Regions from separate parts of the Mus musculus genome. Here all the other regions are linked to region 1. A link is a contact called in public Hi-C and HiChIP or PLAC-seq data. All regions are on one chromosome and are shown on one strand. Each heading gives the region's core, a stretch centred on a gene start, on an enhancer-like site or on the middle of the called end of the contact. The rest is flanking DNA. Distances are from core to core; before and after follow the strand shown. Region 1 has its middle 22 kb from the start of Stfa3. Region 2 holds the start of Hcls1 (hematopoietic cell specific Lyn substrate 1). Region 3 holds the start of Wdr5b (WD repeat domain 5B). Region 4 has its middle 38 kb from the start of Slc15a2.

Evidence for each region. Hi-C and Micro-C count contacts between places; a contact is called where the count stands out from the background. HiChIP or PLAC-seq counts read pairs in DNA pulled down with a chosen protein or histone mark.
Region 2: a contact with region 1 is called in a Hi-C map of regulatory T cells, with 2.7 times the contacts expected there. The contact joins the promoter of Hcls1 here to the enhancer-like site in region 1. A contact is called at or near these places in 5 of 39 promoter capture datasets (the 3T3-L1 cell line, hippocampal neurons, liver and 2 more), 4 of 484 Hi-C or Micro-C datasets (CD4 T cells, LSK cells, natural killer cells and 1 more), 5 of 115 datasets of contacts at active chromatin or transcription factors (Th17 cells, bone marrow-derived dendritic cells, bone marrow-derived macrophages and 2 more) and 3 of 9 other capture datasets (adipose tissue, embryonic stem cells and liver).
Region 3: a contact with region 1 is called in an H3K4me3 HiChIP or PLAC-seq map of bone marrow-derived macrophages, with 3 times the contacts expected there. The contact joins the promoter of Wdr5b here to the enhancer-like site in region 1. A contact is called at or near these places in 9 of 39 promoter capture datasets (the 3T3-L1 cell line, the C10 cell line, embryonic stem cells and 3 more), 7 of 484 Hi-C or Micro-C datasets (the N1E-115 cell line, Th1 cells, embryonic stem cells and 1 more), 6 of 115 datasets of contacts at active chromatin or transcription factors (bone marrow-derived macrophages, embryonic forebrain, embryonic stem cells and 2 more) and 2 of 9 other capture datasets (embryonic stem cells and pancreatic islet).
Region 4: a Hi-C map of bone marrow-derived macrophages shows a contact between it and region 1, with 18 read pairs. The contact joins two enhancer-like sites. A contact is called at or near these places in 2 of 484 Hi-C or Micro-C datasets (bone marrow-derived macrophages and group 2 innate lymphoid cells), 2 of 115 datasets of contacts at active chromatin or transcription factors (bone marrow-derived macrophages and regulatory T cells) and 1 of 9 other capture datasets (adipose tissue).

The regions. Positions count from the first base shown.
Region 1 is chr16:36,475,771-36,478,342 of GRCm38.p6, forward strand. No RefSeq gene overlaps it. Among named protein-coding and RNA genes, the nearest start is that of Stfa3, 22 kb to the left of the region's middle. Within about 2 kb of position 1,286, at least 82 of the 459 cell types and tissues checked have an H3K27ac peak or open chromatin away from gene starts, as enhancers often do. A contact at or near this core is called in Th1 cells, Th17 cells, bone marrow-derived macrophages and 1 more, where this site is marked.
Region 2 is chr16:36,933,700-36,936,271 of GRCm38.p6, forward strand. It overlaps Hcls1 (hematopoietic cell specific Lyn substrate 1), which reads left to right and starts at 1,284. Exons shown (of 14, transcript NM_008225.2): 1 at 1,284-1,375.
Region 3 is chr16:36,039,901-36,042,472 of GRCm38.p6, forward strand. It overlaps Wdr5b (WD repeat domain 5B), which reads left to right and starts at 1,290. Exons shown (of 1, transcript NM_027113.2): 1 at 1,290-2,572. The coding sequence starts at 1,613.
Region 4 is chr16:36,745,995-36,748,566 of GRCm38.p6, forward strand. No RefSeq gene overlaps it. Among named protein-coding and RNA genes, the nearest start is that of Slc15a2, 38 kb to the right of the region's middle. Within about 2 kb of position 1,272, at least 12 of the 459 cell types and tissues checked have an H3K27ac peak or open chromatin away from gene starts, as enhancers often do. A contact at or near this core is called in bone marrow-derived macrophages, where this site is marked.

The sequences.
Region 1 (2,572 bases), core at 36-2,535:
CTCTGACCTCCTAACCTCTGACCTCCTAACCTCTGACCTCCTAACCTCTGAGCCACTCCTCCATTCCCTTCTCTCTAGTTTTTATTGTAGAATTTCCAAACACCCAGGCAGACTATGCAACAAAGACCACTGAACCACCGTGTAGATCAAACAATTATTAATTTCTGTGATATATATTTTAGTATTTATTCAGCTCTTTCTGAAACTGTTCATCATGCATTTCTTAAGGACAAAGCCATTCTTCCACACAATCAGTTTTCTGAAACCATGAGAGAATTCACGACACTTCCTAAACTTCTTATAAAACTCTGTTTATGGGCTGGAGTGTTGGCTCAGCCATTAAGCGCACTGGCTGCTCTTTCAGAGGACACAGGTTCAATTCCCAGCACCCTCATAGCGGCTCACAACTCTCTAATTCTCTAACATGCTATCTATAACCTTCTTATAGTCTCTGAGGGCACTATATACACACACAGTGCACAGACACACATACAGGCAAAAAACCCTATACATAAATTAAAATAAAATATATAAAATCTCAAAAAAAAAACCCTTTTAAGACTGCATTTGCATTTCTAGTACAACAAGCCACATTTGGTGACACTGAGTCCCTTTAGATTCATGTCACCTAGAAATACCTTTTATTTTATTTATTTTTAAAAAAGAAAATTGACAATGCTGGAGATTAAGCCAAGGCATAACACTTGATAGTCAAGTGTGCTACCACTCTAAAATAGTCATAGCCTTAATATGTAATCTTTAAAAAATATTTAATGTGTGTGTGTGTGTGTGTGTGTGTGTGTGCACCTGAGTGCATGATGCGTACCGCATATGTGTGGTGGCCTGAGGAGGTCAGAAAAGGGCATCAAATTCCCTGCACTTAAAGATGTAGATGTGGGGACTAGGAATTAAACACACACACACACACACACACACACACACACACACACACACACACACACACACACGAGCATGTGGTCCATTCCTCTAACTCTGGCACTCAGAGGGTAGGTGATTGTATGTCTCTGTAGGTGTGTATCTCTTCTAAAGGAGGCCTGCCAGTGGCCCTTTAAACTGTGTTGGCATCTTGGATTTATCTGATTTACCTTTGCAGTGTTTAGTTTCGTGACTGCCAGTTCCCAGCAGCATGTGAGGTTTTTCAGAAGTGGCCGTGGTTTGAACCCACAGTCTTTTGGTTTGAACAAATCTTTCATGGCTCAGGAAGACTTGTGACCATACACTGTCAGATCGGGGAACCTCCTCCCACACAGTAGGAAGCCAAGACCCTGAAAGGGTAAGTGTCATGGTTTCCTGTTGTTGCTGTAGTGTGTTACCACAGACCCTGAGACCCAGACCTCACATGACCCGGAAGCATCATTTCACGTATCTGGAGATCTGCTTGATTACATCATAGTGCCGGCAGACTGGAGGCCGGCAAACCAGCCTCGTTCCTGGCTTCCGCTTTCCTTGCTCTATGGCCACTTTCACCTTCAAAGTCTCTCTAATTCTGGCTTTGGCTTCCCTGCCTCCCTCTTTTACGTGAAAGGACTCTGGAGATAACATTGGGCCCACCCAAAGAACCTAGGACACACTTCTGATCTCAGGGTTGTCTGATTAACAACCTAAATTCCACATGCAACCTCATTACTGGCCATTAACATAACAGGCTTTGCGGGCCAGGACATGGACACTATTGGGAGCCATTTTGCAGGCCACTCAGTAATTAGGAGCTCCTTACTAGGACTTTAACACGGCGGTTCTCTCAACCTTTGGGGGTCCACTGACCTGTCGCCTCAGCTCATCAGAAAACACAGGAATTTAGTTACATTACAATTTACAACAGGGGCAAAACTGCAGTTATGACGTAGCAATGAAAATAATGTTGTGATTGGGAGTCAGCACAGCATGACAGACTGTATCAAAGGGTCACAGCGTTAGGAAGGGTGAGATTCTTTAGCACACGGTACTCTCAGGTGCTTGTTTTATACTGGAATTCAGCAAAGGGTGGGAAGAGCTGAGCTCTATCCAAGGCTTAGTGAAAGAGGCATTGCAAGGATCATATGGTAACTTTAAATTTGGACATCCAGGGGGAGACATCTGAAGGACAGCAGTAATCTGTTCACCTAAAGACAGTGGATTTTAAAATATATTTATGTTTATTTCATGTGTGTGAGTATTTGCCTGCATGTATGCCTGTGAATCATGTGGGGGGGGGGGGCATAGAGGCTGGAAGAGGCAGTCAGGTCCTCTGGAAGTGGAGTTACAGATGGTTTTGAGCCACCGTGTGAATGCTGGGAACTGAACGAGGGTCTTCGGGAAGAGCAGCTATCTTTCCAGTCCATTTTTTTGAGACAGGGCTTTACCCTGTAGCCCCTACTGGTCTCGAACTTACATCATCCCCTTTCAGCCCTCTTAGTGCGGGGATTATTGTCCTCTGGGCTGCCATTTATCCCAAAGCTTCCCCTGTGACATATCCTGTTTGCAATGTAGGTTCGATGTAAACACCTCATGTCTTCTTGTTTCAAAGGTTCATGATAGAGCTTTTGTTTTTCCTTCCTCTTTTGCTGTCCCA
Region 2 (2,572 bases), core at 34-2,533, 460 kb after region 1:
GAACATGGGGTGTTTGTGAGGGGGAAGTGGGTTTCCTTGGTGTCATCGCTGAAGTTCTATGGTTCTGTGCATTGCTGTGTGGTGAGGTACAATGTCTAGCCCTAATTTAAGGCTACCCCTTTCTACATATTCCTCAACTATAAATAGCCTTATTAGAACAAATAAAGTGCTCCAAGTCTAGAATCAATCCCCTGGGAAGTGACTTTAGATGCTTTCTGTTGGTACAGAATGTTCCCTTCTGTCTAGTTTCACCAACCTGGGACCCTTGTGGGTTCATTCTCTGTAAGCCAGGCAAGTCAGAGTCCACAGATGACTGGGATAAGGAGAGCCAGGCTCAGATGCAAAAGCAAGTTCTTAGTAGGATTATTTTTCAACCAGAGATCCTTGGAACTTTATTTTCATTATCTTTATTGCCTGTCAGTGCTCCAGGCTGCCAGAGGAGCCATGCTTGGGACGGGGGTGGGTGAGGAATGGAGGGTGGAAGCAGGGAGGTGGTTATTTGAAAGGCAGCCAGTAAAAGCATAGCAAAGTTCTCAGTGGCCTTCACATCAGAAAGGGTCTATTTCATTGGCTCAACAAGTCACCTGAGCATGTCTTGACTTGAAGCTAGAAGGGGAGGGCTGCAGATGTTGACAGTGTAGAGTATGTCAGAGTTCAATTCACCAGCTTAGAGAAGGCCAGTAGTCAGAACTCTGTAAGTGAGCTCAGACTCCACACAGCCTCCCATCAAGCTAGGGAGTTTTCTCCCTCCACGTTCTGCCTTCTCCCTTCCTCGTGAGTTATGTGTGAGTCTCAGGTACTGCAGAAAGCAAGGAGGAGAAATTGTTTTTAAGACTTCCCTTCAAAATTAACATACAGATCATTTTTCCACTAAGCCTTTTTTTTTTTTTTTTGATTGCTGCAGACTACACACACACACATTTTTCCTTCCTCAGACCAGGCTTCTACAACAATGTTGTAGCCCAGGGTACCCCTAAGTGCTGGGATCACAGAAGTTCACTACCACACCTGCCTTGTTCTGAATTCTTTTACTTAGATGCAACTGTCCTTCGTAGGACACAGAGCAGTCCTGCAGCATTCTTATTGTGTCTTAACTGATAAGGGATGTGTCTCCACGGTCATTTTTATAACTTTCCCGTGACCTGAAAAACTTTGCAAAATACTAGACACAGAAACACTTAACCCTTCTAAGTACTCAAAGTATAAGGAACTGACTCAAACTTCAGGAAGTAGCTGTGAGGACAGTGTGGCAGGAAATGACAGAAAACCTGAAAACGGAACTGGAGCAGCTGCTCTGTTACTTACCCTGAAGTGGCAGCCGCTGGAGGGGGCGCCTGGTGTAGATGTGAAAAGCCGTAACCAGGAACCAGTAAAGGTGGGTGCTCTGAGCTGGGGGTTTTGTGAGGGGTTGGGAGCACAGGGAAGTATGGAAAAGAAGTCTACATAGCACTTAGTCCTTGTTAAGGGAGGTCTTTACTAATAGATGCTGAACTCTTGATGGCCCTAAGGACTGTGTGCAGTGGTTGACAATGAACATCTGAGGATGGGAACAAGGAAATGGCCTGCACTCGGGGAGCATGATTGAGCACATATCTAGGACCCTGGGCCCTAGTATGCCCTTGATGATCTACACAGCCCATTCTAAAGGGTGGCTGCCCCAGTGTGCTAACCTGAAGGCGACCCACGGAAGATGAGGACAAAGTGTGCCTTTGTATGGCCTCACAGGGACACAAATGCCCATGGGAAATGTAAGGGGACAGGATTTAACCACCAATGAACACTGGTGCTGAGCCAAGTGCTTTTAGGAGTCAAATGCAAACATGACTTCAGCTGGTGTAACTTTGTATGTCTGTGGGGATCCCAGAGTGTTACAGAGGGAGCTTTGGATCTACTGTGTTAACCCCTTAATTATTTAACATTGGGAAACAATATCACAACAATCAGTGACTTGCCCAAGGAAGTTAATATTGATGGATGGCTTAGTCTAGTCTCTGACTAAGTAGTATAGACTCTGTGTCATGTGACAGACAGGGGTCTCACAGGGGCTGTCATATTACTGCAGTGTCCATGGATCTCTCACCTATGGATGCCATAAGTCAGTCCTGTCATCAGGTATTGGATATGCCCAGCATTCATTGCCTGTCTCCAGCCTCCTACTTTAAGTTAGCAGCTTTCCTGATTAGTAATCGACAGTACAAGAATAGTAAGTTATTTTGCTCTTAAACATGAGCATGAGGGGCTGATGGGAGAGATGAACTGAGACCTGGAGAATCAGGCAAGATGAGACCATCGGACCTCACTGCTTCCTCATTGCTCATAAATGTATTTGACTTCTCCTTTCCAGTTTCCTTCTGTGGTAGAGTAGCCTGAGAGCCAGGACATGTCAAAGTGAGGCCTTAAGCTGTGGGTCATAGGTTCTCTTTATGTGTCTTACCCCCTGTTAGTAGCTAATACCAACTGGGGGAGGCACAGATGTTCTTAATAGCTCACAGTGACTCTGGCCACGGTAACTCACCACTCCTTCCCACATCTTTATTTAACCTATCTTCCTCAGATGTCTTCGGGGCTAATC
Region 3 (2,572 bases), core at 40-2,539, 440 kb before region 1:
ACCATATAAGTCTGGCACATGTTTCTTTTTTTTTTTTTAAATGGTTTTTTAAAGGAGAAACAGATTTTTGATTTTTTTTTTTTTCAGTGAACAAAGCAAAACCTAGAGGTCCCCTTACGCGAAGGGTAGCTTGTTGTAAAAGGAAGAAATGCGGGCTGGTGAGATGGCTCAGTGGTTGAGAGCACCCGGAGTTCAAATCCCAGCAACCATATGGTGGCTCACAACCATCTGTAAGAAGATCTGATGCCCTCTTCTGTAGTGTCTGAAGACAGCTACAGTGTACTTACATATTATAAATAAATCTTTTTTTTTTTTTTTTTTAAAGGAAGACATGCTACTGCTTAGGAGCTCAGGATCCTGCTCTGCTTGCTGCCATTTAGGATTACTATTTCCTGGTGAACACTGTCACCAAATCTCCTTCCTGAGAGCTAAGCAGATCCTAGTAATTTGTTAGGACAGTTTGTTAATATTAGACCATGAGTAACGACAAACAGTTTTACTTACAGCCTTTTCTTTTTGGGAGTCCCCAATGCTATTTATACACAAGGTATCCTACACATCAAAAAGTGCGTTTTACCCTTCAAAGTTCAAGTCATGTCTTAATCCTACCAACGTACCAAGTCTGCGCATCTTTTGTCCCTCGTGCTTGTGTGTGTAGTGAACTAAAGGTCCATCACCATCCTGGTTTAGCTCCTAGGTTGTACCCATTATATCCTTTTGGTTTTCTAGTCATTAGAAAAATATATATTTACTTGAAATAAAGCCTAAAATTTGTTATTCAATGTGCTTTAGGTGAGTTAATAAAAATGGAAAGTTTTTGAATTGATGATATAATCTCTATATCAGAAGTCACCGTAGTCCAGGCTTCAGATGTAGTTCAGTGGTTAAGATCATTGGCAGTTCTCCAGAGGACCTTCCAGCACCTACAGGCAGCTCACAACCATCTGTAACTCCATTTCCAGGATGATGGGACTCCTGACCCTGAGGGTAGGTATTGCATTCGCAAAGTACACACACAGGCAGCTATTATTATTATAATCTTGGCAGCTAAACTCAGTCGGGGTGGGTGTGGACAGAGGTACCCTCAATATGCACAGCCTTCATGAAGTGCCTGCTGCGCCCTTTCCTGCACCCAGCTCTCTCAGGGAAAAAAACCGGGTTCAGTGTCAACTTCCTGTCCTGGAGAACCGGAAGAAAATGCATGTCTCCTTCGGCGCGTGCGCAGCCTGGCAGGATGCGTACCTAGCGTCGTCCTGGGCTCTACTTGAGCCTCTCATAAATCCTGTTTTGTGTGACGTCATCTGTTGCTTGAGGTTCCCAGACATTTTGGAGCTGCGGAGGGCGTGGAAGAGGAAAGGTGCAGCCCCGAACCCCCGCGGATCGGCCTAGTCCTTTGACAGCATCTGACACGAGTACGGATCCCAGGATCACTGTGATCCGTGATGCTATAGAAGAAAGCAAGACGGGGAGTGGTTCAAACTTCGTTGCTGACTGGGAACGGACCTTATAGAGGAGCCCATGTTACAATCAAAACCATCCGCCTTCCAACCGCAAGTTTTAACTTCTGTAAGTTTCAGGGCGGGAAGCCCGCGCAAATTATAGAGCCGGATCTATGGCGACCGAGCATCTGCCAGCAGAGAGAGCACAGTCACTTCTCTCTGCCCCCCGGCGCGAGGAAGAGCCGCAGAAACCCAACTATGCTCTCAGACTTACTCTTGCGGGGCACTCGGCGGCCATATCATCAGTTAAATTTAGTCCTAATGGCGAATGGCTAGCGAGTTCTGCAGCTGATGCACTAATTATAATTTGGGGAGCATACGATGGGAATTGTAAGAAAACACTCTATGGTCACAGTCTGGAAATATCAGATGTTGCCTGGTCTTCAGATTCTAGTCGTCTAGTTTCAGCCTCAGATGATAAGACTCTAAAGGTATGGGATATGAGATCTGGAAAATGTCTGAAAACACTGAAGGGGCACAGCGATTTCGTCTTCTGTTGTGACTTCAACCCACCATCCAACCTCATCGTTTCGGGCTCTTTTGATGAGAGTGTGAAAATATGGGAAGTAAAAACAGGAAAATGCCTCAAGACTTTGTCTGCACATTCGGACCCCATTTCTGCCGTAAATTTTAATTGTAATGGGTCCTTGATAGTGTCCGGGAGCTATGATGGGCTTTGTAGAATTTGGGATGCTGCGTCAGGCCAGTGTTTAAGGACACTTGCTGATGAAGGCAACCCTCCAGTGTCTTTTGTAAAATTTTCTCCAAATGGTAAATACATTCTCACTGCAACTTTGGACAATACTCTTAAACTGTGGGATTACAGCAGGGGCAGATGCCTGAAGACATACACTGGTCATAAGAATGAGAAATACTGCCTATTTGCCAGTTTCTCGGTTACTGGTAGAAAGTGGGTTGTGTCTGGTTCAGAGGACAACATGGTTTACATCTGGAATCTTCAGACTAAAGAGATTGTACAGAGGTTGCAAGGTCACACAGATGTGGTGATCTCAGCAGCCTGTCACCCTACAAAAAACATCATCGCATCAGCAGCACTAGAAAATGACAAGACA
Region 4 (2,572 bases), core at 22-2,521, 270 kb after region 1:
ACTAAGCATTTTGCACTGGGAAGGCTAGGTACTAATTGAGTATAGCACCCCCATGGGCATACCCAGATAATCCTTAACTGTAGAAGGCTCTAGACTGCCAGGGTAGTGAGGAAACATTTGGGGCTTTGGGAAATGACTATTTACTAATGAGAGCAGAAGAAATCCAGAAGGTGCCACAGCAAACATGATGGTCCAAGCCCCAAGACTAAGAACTATTATCAGAGGTAAGGTGTTTAGCATAAATTCTAAATCTCAGCGATTGCCCAGATAGTCTCTTAGACTGACAGCTCCATCTTCCTCCTACCTTCTCATCCTCCTTCCTTCCACATTGCTCCTCACTCCTCCAGTTCTCTCTGTTTTAGTTCATTGGATCATCCCAAAGCAAATGTCTACCATATTGATACAAAGCTTTTTATCTATCTAAACTTTTAATCACTGGTGAGACTACACTATGGTTTCCAAAATTTATTCGTGTCTTCTGACCTATCAGTGCCTATTTTTATGCTCTTGGCTAAAAAGGGTTACTAAACTATTCTATTTTTCTTAAGTCCAAACAACTAAGTAAGTATATTCAAACAACTTGATAGCCATGTGGGGAAAAAATACATATAAACTGAAAGGCAAAATAGTATTTTCATTTAGTTCTTAAATAACAACAGTTAGTTACTATGCGATGCATGTATTTGTTGAGTGTGGAACAAATTCTCTAACTCTAGAAGTAGGTCAGACAACGCCATCTTTGTTTTCTCTCCTGCATAAAGTTTGTCTTTCCTTTTTTTAAAACCATAGCAAGCAATAAAACAACAGTTCTGAAATGGTAAAGTCGCTGATAGGAATATAGCCTTACTCAGTGTTAAAACTGTGACCTCTCTTGAGATAGTGGTTTATATAATACCCAAGTGCTTTTGTTCCTTTTGAAGATTCAAAATGTGCCTGGTACTATGACTTTGTCACAGTGCCCTCTTAGTTTCTTGGTACACATTTTGGAGAAGTACTGAATGAATTAAACAGTAATTACTAATAGTTGGAATCAGATATAGACTAAAAAGTCATAGGTCAGTGAACCAATTTGCATCTCACTGTGTTTACTTTGGGTGACACAAAACAAATGGTCTCTTGAGTTGACTGTCAGTGATTCACGGGCTCTAGGAGTTTATGTAATGGGTTCAATGTAGACTTTCAAGAGAAATAAGAACACTTCTGCACAACAATAGCCCTTACCTAAGGCAGCACCAGTGGTGTTCTCTGCTGCAGCTGAACTAAGAGGAATTCAGGGAGTGTCCGGACGATAGAAGAATGTCACATGACCCAAATCAACGGCATATGAAGAGGCTGGCTGGTTGAGCAGTCTCCAGAGTTTGAAAGTAGGGTGTTTTTAAACAAGGGCTGGAATATTCTAGAAATTCAGATACTGTTCTGGTGGAAGCCACAGTTTCAGGTTACTGTCCTGCTAACTGAAGGAGCAGCAATGGCCTCCACTCCCCAGAGACAGCCTTGGGCTCTTGGTGAGCCTTTGACACGGGTCAGTTTTTACAAGCACACAAAGATAGGCATATGTACTAAGACTGGAAACCTTTGTAGCTTCTGATGGACACATTTTGTTTCTATACCAAAGAGAAATCCTCCTGAGTATTTGTTGGTCAACTTACAAAACTGCATGTGCCTTTACATTTCTCCACGGCCCTCAACAAGTTTATTATCCAACTTGAAAAGCAAACCACATATAGTTTACACACATGCCATCTATAAATCAAGGGATGTTGATACACACTCCAAAGTGGTACGAGAGGTGGCTAGACTACTTCAGAAAGAAGATGAATAACTAAGGAAGTTCAGGAAAGAACAGTGTAGACCATGAAAGTCAGGAAAAACAATGAGGTTCGTGGCAAGTATTGCATAGTATTTTGAGGAAATGATAAGTAGTTATTGTAGCTGTTTGGATGATGCTGGAGGATGTAGAAGTTAAAAATAGAAAGTTGAACATAAGGAGGATGCTGCACTTCCCTGTCCTCCATGGGGCCTTTTGTTATTTATTTTTTTTCTGCTGAGTTTGTACAAAGCCTCAAAGTCCCTCTCAACAGAGTTCTCTAAGAAGCCACTATGAAGCAGCTGGGACCAAGGTGTTTTTTTTTTTTTTTTTTAAAGATTTATTTATTTATTATATGTAAGTACACTGTAGCTGTCTTCAGACACACCAAAGAGGGTGTCAGATCTCATTACGGATGGTTGTGAGCCACCATGTGGTTGCTGGATTTGAACTCAGGACCTTTGGAAGAGCAGTCAGTGCTCTTATCCACTGAGTCATCTCGCCAGCCCGGGACCAAGGTTTGAGATGGAGCAATTCACCATTCCCTGTCTGGCCTAACACTCTTTGCTCACATGATTTTTGCTGTTGTTTGTTGCATGAACATTTTTAAAGATAGAGTTTTGTAGCACTAAGTGATCTATGAAGTTGATTTTGATTTGAGTGTTCTGATTTTGACTTGAGTGTTCCGCTTTGGAGAGTCTAACGTATTAGTATACTTTATTCAATAGGAAACTGGGGGCTTGGGAGATGTTTCAGTGGTCAAGC